3 separate regions of the Mus musculus genome follow, and regions 1 and 2 are each linked to region 3. The links are chromatin contacts, called in public HiChIP or PLAC-seq and promoter capture Hi-C maps. All regions are on one chromosome and are shown on one strand. The core of a region is the stretch at or near the end of the contact, and the rest is flanking DNA. Distances in the headings are between cores, read along the strand shown.

Evidence for each region. Promoter capture Hi-C pulls out the DNA fragments that hold promoters and counts their contacts. HiChIP or PLAC-seq counts read pairs in DNA pulled down with a chosen protein or histone mark.
Region 1: a contact with region 3 is called in a promoter capture Hi-C map of stem cell-derived epiblast-like cells, with 2.0 times the contacts expected there. The contact joins the promoter of Adarb1 here to the enhancer-like site in region 3. A contact is called at or near these places in 10 of 39 promoter capture datasets (the 3T3-L1 cell line, 3T3-L1-derived adipocytes, the HPC-7 cell line and 7 more) and 2 of 9 other capture datasets (adipose tissue and macrophages).
Region 2: a contact with region 3 is called in an H3K27ac HiChIP or PLAC-seq map of epiblast stem cells. The contact joins two enhancer-like sites. A contact is called at or near these places in 1 of 39 promoter capture datasets (neural stem cells), 16 of 484 Hi-C or Micro-C datasets (the AML12 cell line, the G1E-ER4 cell line, adipose-derived mesenchymal stem cells and 9 more), 1 of 115 datasets of contacts at active chromatin or transcription factors (epiblast stem cells) and 1 of 9 other capture datasets (embryonic stem cells).

Annotation. Positions count from the first base shown.
Region 1 is chr10:77,416,188-77,420,430 of GRCm38.p6, reverse strand. It overlaps Adarb1 (adenosine deaminase, RNA-specific, B1), which reads left to right and starts at 2,158. Exons shown (of 11, transcript NM_001024837.2): 1 at 2,158-2,336. It overlaps Gm17769 (predicted gene, 17769), which reads right to left and starts at 2,055. Exons shown (of 1, transcript NR_027377.1): 1 at 1-2,055.
Region 2 is chr10:77,497,135-77,500,875 of GRCm38.p6, reverse strand. Fam207a (family with sequence similarity 207, member A) reads left to right here. Exons shown (of 6, transcript NM_133998.3): 4 at 3,363-3,513. Among named protein-coding and RNA genes, the nearest start is that of Fam207a, 17 kb to the left of the region's middle. Within about 2 kb of position 2,480, at least 28 of the 459 cell types and tissues checked have an H3K27ac peak or open chromatin away from gene starts, as enhancers often do. A contact at or near this core is called in epiblast stem cells, where this site is marked.
Region 3 is chr10:77,087,342-77,091,522 of GRCm38.p6, reverse strand. It overlaps Col18a1 (collagen, type XVIII, alpha 1), which reads left to right. Exons shown (of 42, transcript NM_009929.3): 4 at 2,567-2,653; 5 at 4,094-4,147. Among named protein-coding and RNA genes, the nearest start is that of Slc19a1, 56 kb to the right of the region's middle. Within about 2 kb of position 1,967, at least 100 of the 459 cell types and tissues checked have an H3K27ac peak or open chromatin away from gene starts, as enhancers often do. A contact at or near this core is called in adipose tissue, epiblast stem cells and neural stem cells, where this site is marked.

The DNA of each region.
Region 1 (4,243 bases), core at 909-3,408, 330 kb before region 3:
TGGCTTGAGTCAGGGCTGACCACCAGGCAAGCACTTCCAGCACCTGTGTATGAGCTCATTGTGGTTTTTGTGGGCTTAGCCTTTGTAAGCTGGCCCTGAGAAATGTCCAGCTCACAGCTTTTTAGCTTTCAAGCCTGAGCTGTTGCCCTGGTCGATCAGTCTTTAGGTGTGTGTTCAATAAACCAACCTGACTGAATCGGTGTTCATGTGGTTTGTGTGGCGACTCCTGAACTACTGATATATATATATATATATCCCAATTCACATTTGTATGTGTTATGATTCCTAAGACTCCGCCATCAAGTCTTTCTGGTCACCAGTGATGGACCAGATTTCAGGTGGATCAACATCTTTCCTATAGATGGAATGATCTGTCCAGTTTCACAGCTATGTGTCATAGTGGGTTTGCAAAGTTCAAGTCCAACATACCTGCTCCTTACATTGAACTGCCTCCCAGTTATGCTATTTTCTGGCATCCTGACCTGTTCTACTTCCAGACTATGAAGATGAAGATATCTTTCTAGCCAATTAACCCATCCATGCATATGACACCACCAGACAGATACCTGGAGGCTGTCAAAATGTCATTTTCTAGCTTCTGTTTATGTGCTCTGTTATCTTCACTTCAAGCTAGTTTTTTTGGCAGTGTACACAGCAGAGAAAGAAGGTCATTCCACTTAATCCTGGTTGAGACCGCAGAGTTCTGTTTTTGCTGTAACAATCCACAATGAACCAAAGATCTATCAAAGCGACCATCTCAGATGAGCATACTTCCTTTGTCCAGATCTCTGTCTCTCATATGTACTTGTGTCAGATCAGCATCTTCAATTCAGTCAATGAGTCACAGGAACACAGGTGATGTGCACAGGGGATGAAAAGGCTGGAACTTGCTCTCTTGTGGCCAAACCACAGCCATTATGAGAAGCAACGAGAGCTAGCTTACTAACAGTAGGTAACACATGACATAAGGGAGTGAGGTCATCTATGAAGCAGAGATGAACCAAACCAGCTGAACACTGCATAAAAGCTGCTATTCATCAGACTTACAAACCATGACTTTAAGTTACTAAGTTCTGGGGTAGTGTGATACCTAGAAACAGACACATTTGTCCTTGTGCACATACTTGTATGTGAAGCTTGACATCCTGGTAGGTGTTCCAAGAGTGATGATCTCTACTTACTTGCCAACAAGTGCACCCGTAGGCACTGCCTGGTGCCCACCTTTTAGGCAGGCTGAAGAATTCATTGAGTGGCTAGCTGGTCCAAAGGACATGTTTTTGTGATGGAAGCAGATGTGGACCGGCTACAACACTACTCCTGTGGTCAGTTCATGCTTCCGATTCTGGACCTCTCCAGGCCCCGTTCTGGGCATAGCACCCCAGGTTAAGACAATCTGGCGAGGAACCACACAAGTTGTTGACCACATCTTGGATGCTCGACACAGTACTTTACCTACCTGCACTTGTCTTTTACTAGACCTTTTTCTTTTTAAACAAACGTGGAAACAGACAATGCAAGCACAAGACACATCTGGTATGCCTAAGAGGTGGCAGAGCCTGAACTTGACCCTGGGGTCTAGGTTAAAAACCGGCCATCATTTCTAGTGACCACCAGTAGACACCCTGCTTCACAAAATCATGTCCCTGCTCCTCTCCCTACTTATTTTCAAGGTCTACGGAGGTGGGTGTCAGTGGCCAGGGCCAGCTCTCAAAACTGGACGAAGGCCCAGGGACGATTCTTGCGGGATGCCAGGGTACCACGTACGGGGTGTAGTAGGTCTTCAAGCGGCGGTCACAGTCGCACTTCAGTGGCTTCGCTCTGATTTTCCCTGCCCCATTCCCAGATCCCACAGGATCTCTAGGATCCTTGGTCCCACCTGTCCCCTTAGGTCCCATCCGAGGCTCCTGCCCGCGAGTTCGAGAACCCCGCCCCCGTCGATCTTCTCGGTGCGTGTCGGAGGCTCCCTTCCGCTTCGAGTCTCCCTAGCGACGCACGACCTGTTTTGGTTCTAACCGCTAACCCTCGCAGTTCCCGCCGCCGCGAGCGAGTCCGGACGTCGGCTCCGGGCAGGAGGCGCGCACGTCAGCGTGGAGCGCTGGCTCCACCCCTGCAAGCGAGCACGCGCGCGCGGCTGCGGCGGCTGGGGCGGGGCGAGCCGAGGGGGCGGAGCCGCCGGCGCCGAGGCTAGAGGCAGAGGCTGAGGCAGCGGCTGAGGCTGAGGTGGCTGAGGCTGAGGCGGCGGCGAGGGGCTCCTAGCTGGGGCCGCGGGGCTAGCCGAGGCCGCCGCAGCGCCCAGAGCCAGACGCCGGCAGCCCGCGGGCGCAGCGTGAGCGGAGGTAAGGCGGCGGGGACGCGGGCGGCCGCGTTTATGTAAGCGCGGGGCAGGTGGCTGAGGCCGCGCAGCGCCGGCGGCCGCGGACCTGACCACCGACCCCAGACCCTATGGTGCGGGGCCCGGGCCCGCGGCGAGCTGCGGGGTCCCTGGCGCATCCCGGGCGGCGCGCGGAGGGCGGGCCGCGGTCCTCTTGGATGCGCTGCGCTGCAGGAGGAGGCTGCGCCCAGGACGGCTCGTCCGCTCCTGGAGGCGCCGCGTCCGCGTGGGATGCGCTGCGCCGCGGCGAGCCGACCGTGCGCCTCTCGGACAGGAGGTTGTGCCCGCGGAGAGGACCCTGTACTCCAGGGAGGGGACCTGTGCCCATCAGAGAGGAGACTGCGCCCGGGGAGGGGAATGGTGTACCGGGCGGAGGGGACCTGTGCTCCGGGGAGGGGACCCTGTACCCCGGGAAGGGACCTTTACCCAGCACAGGGGACACTGCACACCGGGAGGGGGACCTTGTGCCCTGCAGAAGGAAAGCTGCGTCCGGGGATGGGGACCCTGTATCCTAGAGAGGGGACCTGTGCCCTGCAAAAGGAAAGCTGCGCCCTGAGAAGAGACACCCTGTGTCACTCTGAATCTGTGTCCGGGGATGGGGACCCTGTGCCCTGCAGAAGGGACCATGTGCTTGGTAGAGGAAAGGTTGAGCTCTGTATTCTGCAGAAGGGACCAGTGCCTAGCAGAAGGGAGGCTAAGCTCAGGCTGGGGGGTGGGAACCCTGTGCTCTGAGGAGAGGAAGCTGCACCAGGGGATGGGGACTTTGTGCCCTGCAGAAGGGACCATGTGCTCCGCAGAGGCGAGACGGCGCCCAGAGGAAGGGCACAGGGAGGGAACCCTGTGCCCTGCAGAGTATACTCTGAACTCCGAGGAGGGAGACCCTAACCCTATATCCCACAGAGGGAAAGCTACGCCCAGTGAGAGCATCTTGTGTCCTGCAAAGGAGACACTGCGCTCCCACGGGGTGGACACCGTAACCTAGGTGAGGCAGGCTGCTTTTTTGGTGGTCCATGCCCCTTCCGAGGGCTCAGAGCCCACATGGGCGCCGAGCGCCTGGGAGACGAAGTTCCGAGTACCCAGCGCGAGTACCCAGCGCGTCTGCTGTTTGTGGGAGCCATCTGGGACATTAGGGGTTGGAGGTGAATTTTGACGCGCACACATAGGCAAGAGGAAAATCACTGTGTGGTGTCTGTGTGCAAGGGAAATGTCAGATGGGGCTGTGGACGCTAGACTAGTGGCGCCGGAGTCGCCTTTGGAGGACCAGAAAAGTGTTCCGTTCGGGATTTATGAGGGGGATATCCGCACTGGAGTGTCTGGTTGGAGGTCAGTGTTTTCACCTAGCAGGTTTGGGTTACTTCTGATGAGGGCATCCTTTTTTTTTTTCTTTTTTTGAAAATCATTTATTGTATTCCATTCTGGAAGTATAACGAAAAGAAGCCCGATAGCAAACTTGGTCTTTTTACTGGTAGGTGCGGTAATTAAGATGATCAAACATTAGTTTTTACTGAGAATAGGAATAATGTATTAACCCTCTTTGTTCCTTTGAAAGGAAGCTGCATTTTTCCAAACCTGTTTTTGTCTCAAGACAAAACTGTTTGTAAAAGCCAGCTGTTTTTGTTTTTTGTTTTTTCTTTCTCCGGGGATGGATGAAACTTCTTTACCCTTCTTCCTTGAGACAGTTCCCTGGAGGGAAAGAGAGAAAAAAAAGGAGGCAGAAGGTAGGTTGGGACAGCTCCTTTTGGAATGAGAGAATTAATGGTCCCTTGGTACAGGATCCTCCAAGGGGCAGATTCACAGCATGGGCCTCCACAACAGGAGCTTGATAAATAGTGGATGAGACACACTGGGCTGGGTGCTGTGATCCCACAGTGG
Region 2 (3,741 bases), core at 1,231-3,730, 410 kb before region 3:
TCATTCTTCTCCAGGTGCTCTGCGTTTTTATTACTGAGCTTGGGGACTCTGTGTGTGTGCTGGGGACTTGCTGGCCCTGCTCAGCTGTGTGTGCTGTATTCCTTGCAGACTGTCTTGCCTATTCGTTTTCTTAACTTTCTTTTTTTAAGCGACGGGAGTTTAATGATTAACAATCTTACCCGTATTTTCCCCATATGATTGCAGTGTGTCTTGTCTTAAGAAGATGGTGCTTAGGTTGATCTCTGAGTCCGAGGCAGCCTGGTCTATGTACATAGTGAGTTCCAAGACAGCCAGGGCTCGAATAGACGCGGTCTCAGGCAGACAGACAGACAGACAGACAGAGCACACAGAATCCCAAGTCATGAAGATGTTTTTCTGTTTCCTTCTGAAAGTGTCACAGCCTGGCTTGTCCTTAGGCTGTGGTCCATCCTGTCTGCTGTGAGTTGGGAGGTGGTCCTGCCACAGTCTGGTGCAGATAGTTTTCCTCTTTGGAGTGTCCTTTTGAAAGCCACATGGCTTCCCTCCATCCATGCCTGTGCTCTGGTGTCAGCAAGGGACAGGCACAGAAGGCCTCCTCTGCTCCTTCGTCCCAGCTCGCTCTGGGCTTTCTTGGTTCTCAGCACATCATCCGATTTCACTGATGTCGTTCTCCTTAAAGACGACAACAGAAGCTGAGAGGGTGAGAGGGATTAGGGTTGTGGCGGCACCGAGTCCGTAGCCCAGCTTCAGGAGGGTGGGCTGCCGACACTGAATCACGTCAAGGGCCTCTCATCATTGGTCAGGTTTTTTAAATAACTGTTATCTTAATTTCTCTCTCTCTCTCTCTCTCTCTCTCCCTCTCTCTCTCTCTCTGTGTGTGTATATATGTGTGTGTGTGTGTGTGTGTGTGTGTGTGTGTGTGTATGTTGGTATTTTGTGTTTTGGACAAATTTGCTTCTAAAAGTTTTTAAAAGTACCAGTAATTGTCATTTTCTTATTTTTTTAGTAACAGCCTATGTCTTGTGATCTGGCCCAGGATATATCTCAAGTCTGGTAGCCATACTGGATTCTCTAGTACCATCAGCAGTGTGTCTCTTCCGTGGCTGTTGATCGTTTGCCACACTCTCCCTGTTGTCACTGTGAGGAACTGTCCCAAGCTATACCTTTCCCTGACCCCTCTCCATCTTGCTCCACTTTGCCTCCCCAGTGTCAGATTCCTCGGAAAGTGCTCCCCGTCCCTGGAGCGAAGTGCTCCCCGTCCCTGGAACATGGTGTTCTGAGCATGAAGGCCCTTGAGAGTTTGCGTGGACCAGGTGTCCTCCAGGACTTCGCTCTACAGCACCTATAGCTCAGCTCCCGTAAAGTGCTTTCTGACGCTTGATGTACCCGACTGATGGAGGCAACTTAGAAGTTGCATTTCACGGCTGTGGTTTTCTTTTCCTGGATTCCAGTGGTGTCGTGTGGCTTTACTGTTTTGGCTTTTTGTGGTTCTCTACTTATTTAGAGTGTCTAACTCAAGTAGTTCATCTTCCAGAGCAGGGAGTGAGGGGCAACCACAAGTGCGGCCACCTCTCGTCTCTGTCTGGTACTCTGCCCCAGGCTCTCTCCGTTGTTCGAGTATTAGTAGACTTGCTCTCTTGCTCATTCTGTTGAAATAATGTTTTGTTCACATTGAGATCTTTATGGTTTTGAGGCAGGGTCTTCAGGATCCTGGACTGTCTGGATGACCTTGAATTGTTATCCTCCTGTCTATAATATTTGAGGGTTTTTGGTTTTGTCTGGTTTGTTTGCTTAAGAAAGGATTTAGATTTCTCAGCTTGGTTAAAAGTTGTGTTGCATTGTGGGTTAGGGATTGGGGCTGGGCACATCTCTTGACCCTGTCCACTCCCCTGCTGGCTTCTGCTTGCTGTCTTTGCCTCCCTGGTAGCAGTGAGCTGCCAGACCGGAGTGCCAGGATGCGGTCAGTGCTATCTTGTTGAACTCAGTAGAAATGAGCTATTTATTATCTTGGATCTGTTTATGGTTTCACTGTAACTTTATCATGGGTAGATAGTGAGTTTTACCACATCTCTTCTGGCACATCTAGTGACCAAGTTTTCCCCTTTTAGCCAGTGCTACCCCCAGTCATGGTGGGTTACAACAGCTTCCAGATCCCAAACTATCCTTGCACGCCCTGGATCACCCTGTTTGGGCATCTTTGATTTGGATTTGCTTGTGTGAGTTTGGGCTGCATGTCTCCCTCAGCCTCGCTGTCCTTTCTTTGGGTCTGTCAGCCTGTATGTGTGAGGGGGCGGCCCCTCAGCCCTTCTTTCTGCCAGGGAAGTTTGCCCCTCTCCGCTCTGCGGCTGGTCTTGATGAGGCGCTAAGTGAATTGTTTGCTCTGTTTCACCTAGACTGAAAACCCCCACCAAATTGTCACCTTATAAATCACAGTCTGCTAGGCTGCACTGGGCAGAGGCCTTGGAGGGCTGACTCTGCCTCAGTGTGAAGTGATGAACCCTGACGTATTGGCCCTGCCTGGGATGGTCAGGGTGGCCTCTCTGACCTGTCCTGTGAGGCATCTTCCCTGATGTAGAGGGTGGCAGAGTTGGCTGTGTCTTGCTGAGGGGGAAGCTGCTGGTTACCTCACCCCCTCTGCTATGGTCACCCCATGTTTGAAGTATCTGAATAAAGGTCCTTCTGTGGCTGTGTACCCAGAGAGAGTGGGGTTTTCTCCCAGAACTGCATACACCCCACAGCCACATTCAGGCAGACAGCAAGGTTAAGTACTTGTTACATTAGCAGTTTGGAATTGAATCCACCTTTTGAAGAACATTAAATTCCAAGACTGTGCCCCACAGTGAACTTTCTCTTACATTCATGCTGTGCATGCGACCTGGCCACCCACCCTGCTCCCTGCCGTCCCCAATGGCTGATAGTTCTACCCTATGGGACCACTCTCCCCCTATCGATGTCTCAGGGAGGTGCTGCACGGTTCTATTTTGCCCAGGATAAAGGACACCGTGGCTTCTCAGTAAGTTACCAGTGAAGCCCAGGGCCTGCATCTACCCACTGTCCCTATGTGTCTGTGTGCCCAGGCCCCATACTGCACCCCTTATAGAGGTGTCAGGCCTCTCTCTTCTGCAGCTCTAAGCTCATAGTCAGCCCTGTAATTAAAGTGTGCCTCTGTGATTAAGGAGAAAAAATAACTCAGAGCTGGCCCGCCCCCCAACTCTTTAGGGGCACAAAGCAGGTGACAGCAGGGTAACAAAGAACACGTGTGCTCTGTGGGAGCGAGCAGACCTCAGGGTACACACAGCTTAGTGGGTGCCTTGGCATTGGTGGCCCCTGAGGGGGCCGGGGAATGGGGTTGAATTGCCATATACTTCCGTCTCTCCCCTCAGAAATTGAAGCCATAAAGCTGGCAGAGCAGAAGCTCAGGGAGGAACGAAAGCGCAAGGCCATGGTGGTGGTAGGCGACCTGCACCCCCTGAGGGATGCCCTACCTGAGCTGCAGGAACTGGAGGCCGGCCGCCAGCGGCAGCAAGCCAGACGGTGAGTGTCGGGCACCGGATGTCTCTTACAGAGCTGGCCTGGATCACCATAGCCCTGGATTCAGAGAAGGGTTGACAGTGGTCTCTGAAGTCTTCCATCCCCGAAAGGTGAGGGAGTTGATGCCCAAGCCACACGTGGCTCAGAGAGCCTCTCCCTTGCCCTGAGCCCTTGAATGTAGTGTTGTGGAAGCAGCCCCGGGCCTGCCCCTGGGGGAAGCCTGCCTAGCCC
Region 3 (4,181 bases), core at 718-3,217:
TGTGTCTGTTGGCTAAGACCATTTGAGATGCTCCTGGTGCCAGAATTGCCCCCAGGAAGCAGTTTTCTAGTATTTAAACCCAGTTCCTCCTGATCCTGGCTGCTCTAACGGTTACCATGGTATCTGCTGTGACAGCTCTGAGTGGACTTCTTGGGATATCCATTCTCTTCCCAGATGCTCTGTTGACTTGGGATGCTGCCTGGCAGGAAATATGATCTCCATACCTGCAAATCCTTGCTCTCTGAATACTGGACCTGTGCCTGACCGGAGCAGTGCTGGGCTCCCTGGGCATGGGTGCTACTCATGCTCACACACGCACGCACGCATGCACGCATACACGCATGCAGGCACACGCACACACACTCAGATGCTCCTTCTCATACAATAGTAGGGACTTACATGCTTTCCTGGTACTGGCTGGTTAGATATCCCAGAATCCCCTTGTACTAGATACAGCCGGTTTATTCTTCATCTGCTGGTCCAATACTGTCCCTCTAATCTTTTCAGGAGTACAAATACCTTTTCTGTTTTTCCCGACCTAGAGGCCTCCTGCACCTCAGATATGGGATAGCATCACAGAGTCCCCACTATCACAGGGTTGGTCCTGAAGGGTCAAGCCTTGTTTCTGTGTCCCACTGAGGCCCATGGGGTTGACACAGGCCAGGGCTTTCTTTCTGCTGCTCCGCCCCAGAGACTCCTCTCCCATGACCCAGGGCCTGGGTTTCCTGACATGGGTTCTGTTGGCCTGAGGGGTTTGTAGAGATTCTTCTGCACCTTCTCAGGTGCTGAGGACACTGAACTGTGGTGCCACCACCCTCCCACATTCTGGGGATTGCCCAGTAGGCCAGATCCCTTGTGTATATGCTTGCTCATGGCCCGTGAAGAAGGCCTTGCTCTGGCTGGAAATGACCAAGTCAGAGGGTTTGTGAGATGCTTGGTTCTCCTGAAGCCCACCTCCCTCTCCCTTACCTGGGTGCATAGTCATCTAGCTCCTTAACCTACCATAAGTAAGCCAGACTGTGTATATACATGGGTGTGTTCACTGTGGTATGTATACATAAGTTTTACATGTGTGATTGTTATGAAGGCACACATGTGCACACACACAAGAGACTTTGCTGTCCTCAATACTGGGAAGAGTTGTGGAACAGGGAGTATGGGACAGACCTAGCCCAGAGTAGCTTTCATCCCGTGTGTGGTGTTGGGGAAAATTTCCCAGAAAAGCCAGACAGAGCTGAACAGTGAGATAAGGAGAGATAGGGGAGGCATAGGCCAGGACCCAGCTGGGGTACGGAGGTGGGACTGTTAGTTGTCACATGGTCCTTGGGAACGGGGAGGTATGACTGAGGATCAGAAAGCATTTGAATTTGGGACACCAGACCTGTCAGCAAGCATGGGCTAGCCATCACCTGCCGCCTATAGCAAAGGCTTCCGAGCTAGAATGATGGCTACATTTTTCAAATGGCTGGAATAATCCAAAAGTTATTTTGCAATGTGTGAAAAATTGGTATGAGATTCAGATTTCAGTTTCATTAGGACTGCCACGTCCTCCCTTACTGTCCGTAAGGTATTGTTCACACAAGCAGACTGGAAACCCAGAGGCACCTCCACTGGGGCCTCTCTTTGATCAAGTCATTTTGGAATTGAGGAAGCGCCGTCTCTCCTTAGTAAACTGAAATTAGTGAGCGTAGCAGAATACAATTAATGCAAAAATGCAAACACAGAAAGTGTGCCTAAACTCCAGCATTCAAGGTGCCGTCAGACCGACGCCACAGAGCTTGCCCAACAGCCAGCAATCCAGACACCAAGGGCGAGGTGAGGGGCCGTGTTTGTCTCGCAGTGTCCCTGATCCTCGTGACCTCCCTCAGCATGGCTCAGAAGCTGCCACAACTTGAAAGCCAGTTGAGACCCTGCTCCTTAGTCTTGCTGACAAAAGGGAGATTCCCTGGTAAAGTCAGGCTAGGCTAGGGGCCAGCATGAGTCAGAGGCTCTATGTGAGCTCCGCCTCCGGAGCCGCAGGGTCTTAGCTTCTCTCCCTGTTTTTGTGACCAGATATCTGACCAGAAATCTCTTCTGAGAGGGAGACCAGCGTTTATTTTGCCTTGCAGTTTGAGAGGAGATAGCCAGGGCTGAAGAGGGAAAGCTTGGTGGAGACATGAGGCAGCTGGTCACTTTGCAGTCCTGAAGCAGAGGGGACAGGAAGTAGGGGAAGACTTTAAAATGTCAAGACAGGGCGGGCATTGGTGGCGCACACCTTTAATCCCAGCACTTGGGAGGCAAAAGCAGGCGGATTTCTGAGTTTGAGGCCAGCCTGGTCTACAGAGTGAGTTCCAGGACAGCCAGGGCTACAGAGAGAAACCCTGTTGGGGTGGGGGGTGGGGGGTGGAGAGAGAATGGGGATATCAAAACAGTTTGTCAGGAACCCAGTTCCTTCAGTGAGGCTCCACCTCTTAAAGGCTCCACAACCTTCCAAAACAGGGCTACCAACTGGCAGTCCAGGGGCCAAACACCCAATCCCTTGAGGGACATTTCAGTTTCAAATTAGTGATCTTCTGCCTCTGTCTAGGGGATGATCTCAGAGCTGAAGGTACGCAAAACCCCCCGGGTGAGCCCTGTGCACTGTCTGGATGAAGAAGATGATGATGAAGACCGGGTGAGTGTCTGTGGTGGTGGTGGTGGTGGTGGTGGGTCTCCCCACTGTGAGCAAGGCTTCTCAAGCAATAATACTGGGGAAAGCCAGAAGATGCCAGTGGGGTGTCAGGAACCCACGTCTCCAGAGACCTTCCCCTGCCTTAACTTTCCCATCTCAGAAACCTGGGAATTGTAAATGTCAGAGACCGACACCCCCTCACCCAGTGACACAGTATGATGGGGGATCTCCCCGTAGAAAGTGCATGTGTGCACTTGGTTTTGTCTGATGTGTGTTTATGGGAGGGGGAATTATGTCTGCCTGTTGTGCGTTGTGTGTGTCTCTTGATGTTCTATGTGTGTCTGTTGTATGGTGTCCATGCTCTCTCTTTGTCTATGTGGTTTTGTCTGTTGGTTGTGTGCTATGTATATATGTCTTTTTTGTGTGTGTCTGCTGTTATTTATATTGCTGTGTGTTATCTCCGTGTGCAGAGTATCTTTTGTTAAGTGTGCTGTGTGTGTGTGTGTCTCTCTCTCTTGTGTGATGCTGGTGTGTTCGTTTTCTGTATGCTGTGTGTCTCTTGTACGTGTGGGGTGCATGCACACTGTGGTCTGGATGTACTGTGTCTCTGGGTGCCTCTGTTTTCTGTGTGTGCATGCACATAATATGGTGACATTCAAGGAAACCACCCATCTGTTGCCAGAGGATGGGATATTTTTTTGGGGAGGAGGGGGATGTCCCAGTGGAGATAGCACACCACAACATCCCCAATTACTAGCTCTTGTGAGCAGAGCCTGGCTGGGTTCGGCTGTGAGCAGATGAGTATGTCTGTCTTTCCTCATGTTACTTTTTCCAGGAGAGAAATTGGAAACGTAATTGGCTTCTCTCTGATACCAAATACTAATCTCTAGTGGATGGGTAACGCTCACACCTGAGTGTACCGCCCACTGAGCATGCTCACATGCTGCCCATGCTGGCTAGCTGCCTGTCTATCCCACCTGGGCCACCTTGATATTGAGATGTCACTGCAGGGTCTATGGGCCCAGGAGGTATTTGGTCTCTGGGTTTATATTAAGTTACTTACCTTGGTAGGAGGACAGGCTAGCCATGGCCTCCCCAGAGCTCCTGGAGGCTGCTGGGAAGGGAAAGCATCAGGTAGGTGATGGGTGGGGACCTGATTGGGAACAGCCACACTCCATGTATGCTTCTTCAGAGTCAGGCCTGACTGTGGCTGCTTGGGCTGCCTGCCCACCCACCTTGCCTGTCCCCTGAGCATGGCATCCGAGGACAGAACAATCATGTCACTTGACAGGCATGCACAAGCCTGATCTACAACCCTCTGGCTGGCCTGAGCAGCAAGTGTGGCTCTTTTGACCCAGCAGGGGTCTTGTTTAAAGTCCAATTGATACCCTGTCTTTGTGTCTCTGGTCCTAACTTCTTCTTCACTTCCCTCCCATCCTTCAGGCATCTGGAGATTTTGGAAGTGGCTTTGAAGAAAGCAGCAAGTCACACAAGGAGGTGAGTTGCTGTATGTGGCTAGGGCATCCATCCG